Regions from separate parts of the Muntiacus reevesi genome. Here region 2 is linked to region 1. Evidence: chromatin contacts called from public Hi-C data. All regions are on one chromosome and are shown on one strand. The core of a region is the stretch at or near the end of the contact, and the rest is flanking DNA. Distances in the headings are between cores, read along the strand shown. Region 1 holds the start of GAB2 (GRB2 associated binding protein 2). Region 2 holds the start of USP35 (ubiquitin specific peptidase 35).

Region 1 (4,632 bases), core at 945-3,444:
TAATGGACAGAGGGAGCTGGCAGACTTCTAACTTAAAACAGAAATTCTCAAAACCCCCAAAGAAAAGAAGATGCAAAGGAAAACTGTTCCCCAGGAGTTTAGGGTTACACAAACCAGCTCAGCTTCAACTAAGACAAGTGAATAACCACAGCAGGGGAGACTTCCAGTCATACCAATGGAACACATCACACGCTAGCCTAAGAAAGCCTGTTACCAGTTTGGCCTTATGGTCTCGAGTATGAGGGAGATAGCAAAAAGGCTGAAGTCGTCTTGTGACTTGAGGCTGTCAAGTTCTTTAAATGAGGAGAAAAGGTGCTTGACCCCAAAGCCTCTGAACCCGGTTATTTTGAGCTAAAGTTGCTTGGAAACAAAAATACCCAAGAAATGGATCACAAGGAGAGTCTGGGTGAGAGAGTTGAATTAGTTACCAGTCAATGTAGATAAAGTGTCAAATTGCAAACTGTTTCAAAAACAAAGTTTCAAGGTTGTTTAGGGCAGTGTTCTAACTTGACAATAAGTCTCATTTTTACTGGATACTTTATCCCACTAGCTGGTAAGGTAAGGTATTACACTTTGATTGATAGTCCTCTGAAGGTCTTCGGGCTGAAAATATTTTTTTGTTTTATACTTGTGAAAAGATTAATAGCAACTTACTCTTCTTACCTAATATAAAAATGCACCTTTGCTAATGAACTGATATGGCCCTCAAGGGGAGAAAAGCTTTTCTTCACAGTTACAGTTCTTTGGCTACATGGACATCTCTGAAAATGAGCTTTAAAACTGAGATGAACACTTTATTGTCTCATCCCTACTATATTTAAAATCTGTGTCCACTTTTGAAAGTCATGTGCTAAATCCTTTTTTTCCCCAGCAGATGATCTAAATAAGAGCCTGATTTCATTTACATACACACTCACTTGCACTCCCCAACAACACTTCCTTTGAAAAACAGAATGTCACTTCCTCAATCCAGAGGCCAGAAGTCCCTTGGTTCTGATCTGGGGAGCCAAGACAGGAAACTCTGGTAAGCTTTCGCCTCTCCCTCTGCGGACAGCCACGGGCGCAGCTGACAGCGGGCAGGGTCTGTTCAGAGCTCTCTTGATGCACTGCAGCTGGAAGGCAAGGCTCACTTCCATGCTGTGGGAACGATCCCAGAGTCCAGCACGGACAGGCAGTTTAACAAGGGCATTTCACAGCAAGGGGAGAGGAGAGGATGGGAGACCCGGACATCTTTTAGCGACCTTGCTTCTATTTCCAAACTCAGTCGAATAACCCAGGGCTGATTTCAGCCAAATCTCTGTCAGCGGCACCATCTTGTACTTTGACCCCAACAAGCTAGGCATCTTCTGGTGGGGGCGGAGAGGGTGGGACCAGACCCCTCACTGCTCAAACCAGGCTGCACGACCCTCCCCAGGATACGGAGCCTCTCACTTAAAAGGGAGCGGCTGTCCCGGTAATTTCGGTAAACACTGTCGGCTAGCACCACCTGGCAACTGAGACCCTTGATTTCTCCTGACCCCAGACGCCAAAGAGCTGCACAACACAAAAGCCGGGCCAGTCGTGGCAGACCAAACTGCAGTGTCACCTTCGTGGGGTGGGGGATGCATGTGAGAGACATACAGCATAAAGGCAAAGAAGGGGGACAAACAAATGAGTCACTTAATACAAGGGCTGCACATGCTGCTGACGCTGCCCGTGATGCAGCGGCTGTGGACTGGAAGGAAGCAGGCGGCCACCGGGAGGGGCAGGCAGGGAAAGCGCGGGGGGAAAGGGTGGGAGGCGCGCCGCCCTTTGTGGGGGGCCCGGCCGCGCGGCCCCACGGCCTACGCCCCCCCTTTCCCGCCCACTCCCCGAGCCCCGCAGGCTGGAGCCGCTCGGGGTCGGTACGGACCCCCCGGCCTCGGGAATCAACTCTTTTCCGTCTCCGAAAACAATCAATACAAACTTCAATGCTGGGTTTAGTTTACGGGAGGCTGGCCGGGAGGCGCCGCAGCCTCACCTGGCCGGCCGCCCGCCCCGCCCCTCGGCGGCGCACCTGTGACAGGTGTGCTGCAGCCCCGGGTCGCGGGGCGCGCCGGCCGCTCCCGGCGCCCCCGCCCGCGCGCCCGCGGACCCTCCCGGGCGCCCGGCCCGTCGGCAGGCCGCGGAGCGCCCCTCGCCCCCACCCGCACTCACATAGCGCCTCAACTTCTTCTCGGGGGGCGATTTCCTCAGCCAGCCGGTGCACACCACGTCGCCGCCGCCGCCGCTCATGCTGCCGGCCGCCCGGAGCCCGCCGCGGGGTCGGCGGACGAGGGCGCGGGCCGCTGGCTCAGCCGGCCGGCGGTGCGCGGCTCGCGGCGAAGGGGAGGGGCTGGGGCGGCGGGCGGCCGCGGGGCGAGGGCGAGGACGAGGCGGCGCGGCCCGGCTGCCTCGCGCGCACCCGCGCGTTCTCCCGGCCCGGCCGCGGCGGGGGCGCCCCGGCAGGAAGGGCGGCGCGCGCTCGCCACGCCCACAGCCCGCCGCGCCCCCGGGCGGGCCGCCTGCGGAGGCGCGGACACCGCCTCGCGCCCTGGGCCCAAGGCTCTCGGGGGCGCCCGCGGCTGGCCGCGCCCCCCGGGGTCTTTTTCCCGAAGCCTCCGGCAGTCAGCGGGGCAGGCGGCCGCGCCCTTGGTGGGCGTGGGGTGATGGGCAGGAACTGCGCGCCCTCGATGGTGAAGCGACCTTTCGCGGAGGGTCGTCAGCCAGGGGCCCGAGGGCTGCTCCCCTGTCCTGTCCATTCTCCCTGAGTTTCAGGTTTCAGTGGGTCAGGTTCTGGCTGAAATGAGTGATCCGCTTTCCAAGAGTTTCATTAACTCTCTCACCCCCTTGGTGGGAGAAGAAAATAAACAAACAAAACCAGATTACTACGTGCTGGGCTGGGCGTACGTTCCTTGCTTATACGATCTTCGTTACAAATCTCCAAATTGAGTGGGGTGTGTTATTCCCATTTCACAGATAGCCTAAGGGCCCAAAGCCCTGGCAGTGCGGTCAGGTTTCTCATTCTAGGGATGGGTCGGCGTTGGGAGTGGTACTGCTCATCTATTTAAAGTGGAGAATTGTTTTCATGTCCGCATTAATTTAGGGTCCTCTTATTATCAGAATGGAGCAGGAACTGGCAACCCCACTCCAATATTCTTGCCTGGAGAATTTCATGGACAGAGGAGCCTGGCGAGTTACAGTCCATGGGTTTGCAAAGAGTCGGATACGACTGAACGACTAACACACTATTATCAGACAATAAAGTTCCGCTGGCTCCCACACTGCCTCTGGGAAAAGCAATTCAGTAGAAGAAAATTCTTATGATCTGTAGAATCAAGGAGGCAAAAATGGGTCAAAAATACTATTTCATAGTGAATTGGAAGGCAAGATGGTGTAGAGTAAAAAACTGGGGTCAAAATTCTTCAGCGCTCCAACTTACTGACAAAGGTTAGGAGAATTCTCTGGGACTCATATGATGCAGATGCCTCTTACTGCGTTGTGGAAAGGCTTAACTGAGATGGAGAACGCAGAAGCACATACCTGAAGAATCCAGCATTTTGTGGGGAGGGAACAGGGGGAAAAAAACTCAGCAAAACCGGAAACCTTTGGTTAAAGGCTCTTTTCAACTCACAAAGTACCTCTACAAGCAGCCTTAAAAGGTTAGGCTCTCCACCCCCGACCCGATTTCTTTGAAGAGTGGATAGTAACCCGTTATAGCAATAGGGAACTGCTGCGGGCACCGGAGTGGATCCGGTGGCATCTTGCACTCCCCGAAGACATCAGACCAAGGCTACTTTGCTCATCTCCCTGTCTCTGTGCAGCAAAGCTAGCTCTTGCAAGCTGTTGGACATACTTCTGATTTTACAGATCTTTGCTGGGTTGCGGGAAACTCAACCATTTCAGTTTATAAAAGCTAATTCTATATTCTATGCTTAGCTCTTCTAAGCACCTGGGAAGGTTTAGCAATCAGCAACCCTGGACCCAATTTTCACTGATTTTCTTCACTATCCGGTGTGCTGCTGGATTGTATGTAAAACCAAGACAGTCAGGCTATCTCGGGGACCAGGGCCTTTTAGCCTTTCAACGGAGGGATATTTAAGACACATGTAAGGGCTACCACCAGAATGATGGCCATTTTAACCTCTGGCTTTAAGTACCTTCTATAAAACCCGTGACCCAAATATCAAAATACTCAGAGCCTGTCAAATCGGTCAGGAGGCGGTGACTCCTGACCAAAATAAAGCAATCCTCTGACTTCATTCACATCTGAGTCATGGTGCCAAGTCTCAGGGATTGCAGAGTCTGAGAAATCTGCATGCCTTGTTTGCAGCTGAGGTTTATGATGCAAGTCAGGCATACACACAGGAGGCCTTATCTTTCCTTAGAAGAGTAGTCTTCTGTTACATATCTTTTTATAGTTATAGGATTCAAGACAGACTGGGAGACTGTTCAGCAACCATTAGTTGGGAGTTGGGCTACACTTGGCCAGAAACTCTTGAGGGTCTTATTTTGTTTAACTAAAGATGCCATCCGCCCATATTTTATTTACAATTTCATGTGGAAACATTTCGAGGCCAATGACAGAAGGGCCTTGAAATACAACAGAGTATCAGCTTCAGAAGTCTTCTCTGA
Region 2 (4,632 bases), core at 1,548-4,047, 230 kb before region 1:
GCTGAGATCCAGGCTGGGAGAAGATGGCTGTTTAGGCCTTTGTTTCCCCTGCTTCCTTCTGAACCCAGTCTCTGGTACTACCGTAGAAAAGAAACTCCTGTGATGGTTTACCAAGAATGTTAACAAAGAGGGGCCACTTCTGGGCCTCACAGATGTTTGTGGGAAGAGGAAAGTGCATGGGCTTTGGTGTCACCTGGGCCTGCATTTGAATCAGGCTCTGCCACTTCATTAGCTGTGTGGCCCTAGACCAATTCTTGGGCACATGATGGTGATCATAACAGCAGCAGCAGTAATAATAATGGCTGATGTTTACCAAGCAGTTACTACTATGCTATGCACTTTGCGTGTGCTTAGTTGCTCAGACGTGTCCGACTCTGCGACCCCATGAACTGCAGCCCACCAGACTTCTCTGTCCATGGGGATTCTCCAGGCAAGAATACTGGGGTGGGTTGCCATGCCCTCCTCCAGGGGATCTCCCGAACCCAGGTCTCCCACATTGCAGGTGGATTCTTTACCGACTTAAGCCACCAGGGAAGCCCTTTATGCATGTTAACTTCATAGATGAAGATGCTTATTATTATCCCTACTTTACAGACCAACCACATCACGCCCTCTCCTATCTCTGCAGTTTGGCATCTGCTATCCCTCTGCCTGCACTGCGAAGAAAATGCCATTCATCTGCCAGGCTCATTGGCTGCAATTCACTCCTTCCTTCTTTGCATCTCCAGAGCATTTTATTCTAACCCCTTACCAAGGCTCACTTTCCTTAAGTAGACGGTTGCTTGACCACCCTGTCAGGACAGGGATTGTACCCCAGATCTGTACCCCAAGAAGTCGGCAGGCAGGGGAAGGGGGAAAACTTTCTTCCTGTTTAGTCAGATCCATTTTCCTAGTCCCCTCTGTCATCTACCAATAGGGAGGTTTACCAATCGCTCCTGAATTTTTAAAACTTTCTATTTTGAAATAGCCTCTTGAATTTTCAGTTTGGAATCTGAGGCACAGGGCAAGGCCCAGGTAATTACCTGGAAGTAAATAGAAGAACTTCCAAAGTGCAGGGGATGCATAGAACATAGCTAGGTAAACTTCAAGGATGACAGCACTCAAAGTGAGTGATGTGTCTCCCAAAAAACTAGAGCAGTGTTCCCCACCTTACACAGCCCACCAGATAAAGAGCCTGGCTCACAGCCCTGGAGACTATCTGGGGATACCGCTCGCCACCTCCACACCCAACAGCTGTATCTTTAGCTCTGCTTTGCCCAGTTCCTATCTCTAAAAGGCCCAAATGCTGTTTGCTCCATTTTGTGCTCACCAAACAGAGAAGGTGCTTCCCGATTCAGATGACACACATGGATCCTTGAAGCAGTCAACCAACAGGGCTGGAGAAGGGAAGTCACCTGACCTGGCTTGCACAGCAAAGTATCTCATCTGGTGTAGATTCCCAACAATCATCATCCTCTACCCTCTTCCAGAATCGTCCTTCATCCTTTTGGCTCACCCTTAGGCTTCACCTTCTGGTTTTCCTCAGGCCCAACCACTCTTCCACGGTCTTCCTGCTCCTCACAAGAAAGATAATTTATGAACCAACGGCTTTCAAACCTACCTCCTCATTTCATCCTAACAATAAGCCTCGGAGGTTGGCAGTGAGGAAGCTGGTCCTGTCACACAACCTGTGAAGGACCGGGACACTTATCATCTATTCCCTGCCATTCGCTACAGATTAAATCTCTACTTCCCTGCAGTGCATGGAAAAAAACAGTGCCTTGAGAGTAAGGAGTGCTGGGTGGTTTGGGGCAAGTCATTTTACTTCTCTGAGCCTCAAGTTCCTCAATTGTAAACAGATATGGTGACGTCTTCACAGGGTGTGAGTTGAATGAACTCATATGTATGACGCCGAGTTCAAAGAATGGGCTCTTTATTTTCTAGTCACAAGGAAAAGATGATCCGTGCATCCACAGACATTTGCCCATTTGGGCACCTTCTTACTCAAGTCACATCAGCGCTGCTGACACTGGGCTTTTACAGGGCCGAGAGGGATCCTTTTCATCTTTCTGTCTCCACCCCTCCCTCCCCAACGCTTTTCGGCTCATTCCACCCAGTCCAACTCAGGCTTGCTTCCTTGGCCTCTGCACCCACTCCCCAGCCCCTTCTCCGATCTCACGCGCGTTCCACTTCTTATCTAGAGACCCCGCCCCTTCTTGACCCACCCACAGGACTCCTCCCACAGTCTCGGCCCTTATTATCCGGGCTTTTCAGGCTATCGCCATCCATCCAGGCTTCTTTCACGAGCTCCGCCCCTTCTTCCCCATAAACATCCCCTCCCCCGCGGCCACTGGCGTTGCTATTCCCATTGCACGGATGAGAATGGCGAGGCTAGGATAGGCTAGATGACGTCTCACGGTAGGACAGGTGCCCAGATGGATCCGTGACCCCTCGCCGGCAGTCCCTGCACCCCACGCCCCAGTCCGTGCCGCACCCACCTCCGGCCCTCGCTCAGCAACCTCCCCTCCGCGGGCGGCCAGCGCAGCTTTGCGAAGGGGGCGGAGGGCCGGAGCCCAGTCCAGGGGCGTGGCGGCCCGGGATCCGCGCGCTGCTTTTTGGGACTTGTAGTCCTCCAATAGGCTCTTTGTAGCTCCGCGCGCTGGGCATCGAACTCCATCTCCCGGGAGGCATTGCAGTTAGCCGGCCCGCTCCCGCCCCGCCTCCACCAGCGCTCCGGCCGGCTCGCCTTAAAGGGGACGCAGCTTGAGTGGTGGTTCGCGGGGTAGCCCCCGCTCGGCTCCGCCCCTTTCCCCGCACCTCGCCCCTCCCCCCACTTCGCCCCGCAGCCCTGTGGCTACGCCGCTGAGTCGAGCTCCCCAGTTACAGACTTGTGCAGGGCCGGGTGGAGAGGTTGGGCTTTGCAGTGGAAGCAGCATCCCTGCCGTCTGGGACTTGGCGGAGGGCGTCCCCACTCCAGGGGAAGCCAAGGACCCGCCCTGACCTCTCCTGGCCCAGCCTGGCTCCTTCCCGGCCAGAGCTCCCCTCCTTAGGAGCTGACTCCTGAGGCCGGGGCCACCAGGCTTCCGAAGGTAAGAGGGCTGGGGTGTGTGTGCAGGTTGGGGGAGGGAGTGTCTGAACCATCCTTCTGATGGTTCGAGAGCCCGGACACGCGCGTAGAGCTCTGAGAGAATTCGGGGCTGGGAGGCGGGAGGTCTGGGTGTATAGTGGGCCTGGCTGTGTGACCTTGGGCGAGTAGCTGCCCCTCTCTGGGCCTCAATCTCCTCCTTCATCAATTGTGTATATAGAGACCCCGCCCCTGCCCCCGCCCCCCTCAGGGTTGAGGGTACCGGCGCCCAGTATATCATGAAGCTCATCGGCCTTCCGTGGGATCCGCAGCCCCACTCTGGGCTGGGAGCAGGTGCAGTGGTATAACTGGAAGGGGTGGGGTGGGACCGAGGTGGGTTACAAACTGGGAGCGCCCAAGAGGCCACCTGCGCTTGGAATGGGCTCTGCTATTCTCTGCATTCTCCCCCAGGGCGTACTCCAGCTACAAGAAGCCTTGCGGACAGGAGACCCCGGATATGTCAGCCTGGTGCCCGCTCTTCCAGAAAGCCTGGGGTGGGGGTGGGGGCGCGGCCATCAGAAGTGTGTGAGAGGTGGCCCCCATTGCTTATGTGTTTCTGAGAAGGGAATATATCCCACCTCCTTCCCTTCTCTTCCTCAGTTCCTCTTCGGTAAAACCGTAGTTGGTTTTTACTGATAACCTCTCCCCACCTCCTTTTTTTTTTTTTCCTTTTTTCTTTCGGGGCGACAGTTTGGTGGCCCAAATGAAGGTCTCCTTGTAGTGTGGCAAGGGGATCCTTCCCAGGGCTGCCTTGCATAGGAGTTCAGTTAAAAAATACAGAGAGGAATGCTGCTGTCCAGAGGCCTGAGGGGCCAGGGATGGAGAGCTTCTGGGTGTCAGGAAGGACAGCCTGGTGCTCCGCTTTCCCCTCCCACAAGCAGCTCCAGCACCCAGGGGAGCCAAAGGAGGGAGACTGGGTGTGAGGGTCAAAGAGGAAAGGAAATGGGCTCCTCAGTGCTGGGGCGCTGGGGGGAGGGGGGGTTTGGTTGCTGTGCTCCGGCATCTGAAGAGATTGAGTGAGTCCTTGAAGCACCCTTCCCTGTCCCAGGAGATTCCATGAGCTTTCTACCTGAGAGTGAACCAGGAACAGTCTTCTTTGTTTGTTTTCTTTTTCTTCAGCTCTGGTTTTTGGGGTAACTTCTAGAATGGCCCATCCAGTGACCTGTGTAGGGGTTCTCTTGGCTGATGTTTTCAGATCCTCAGGGTTGTGGATACGCACAACTGGACCTGACCAGGGGGCAGTGAATGGACCAAGGGTCAGGCCTGTCCCTGGAAGGAGCTTTTCTAGCGACATCCTTGGTTTTATCTCATCTTGCTGTCACATGTCTCTCGGTCACTTGGCACTCCTTCACCTCTGTGCCCGGTCCTGTGCTGGACACTGGGCACAGATAGGGGAATTGGACCTACTTCCTCCCAAAAGAGATCCCCACCTGGTGGGGGAGATGGATATAAAATCAATCTGGTTCCACTGCTGAGGGATGAGAGAAGTGAAGATGGCCTTAGGAGGCCAGAGCCCAGAGACTTGAGTT

Evidence for each region. A called contact is a pair of places that touch in the nucleus more often than the background predicts.
Region 2: a contact with region 1 is called in a Hi-C map of muscle, with 4 times the contacts expected there. The contact joins the promoter of USP35 here to the promoter of GAB2 in region 1. A contact is called at or near these places in 2 of 3 Hi-C or Micro-C datasets (blood and muscle).

The regions. Positions count from the first base shown.
Region 1 is chr5:17,187,005-17,191,636 of mMunRee1.1, reverse strand. GAB2 (GRB2 associated binding protein 2) reads right to left here and starts at 2,194. Exons shown (of 11, transcript XM_065937011.1): 1 at 2,176-2,194. It overlaps LOC136169201 (a long non-coding RNA gene), which reads left to right and starts at 963. Exons shown (of 5, transcript XR_010663399.1): 1 at 963-1,024.
Region 2 is chr5:17,420,916-17,425,547 of mMunRee1.1, reverse strand. It overlaps USP35 (ubiquitin specific peptidase 35), which reads left to right and starts at 2,797. Exons shown (of 11, transcript XM_065937009.1): 1 at 2,797-3,068. KCTD21 (potassium channel tetramerization domain containing 21) reads right to left here and starts at 2,523. Exons shown (of 2, transcript XM_065936402.1): 1 at 2,478-2,523.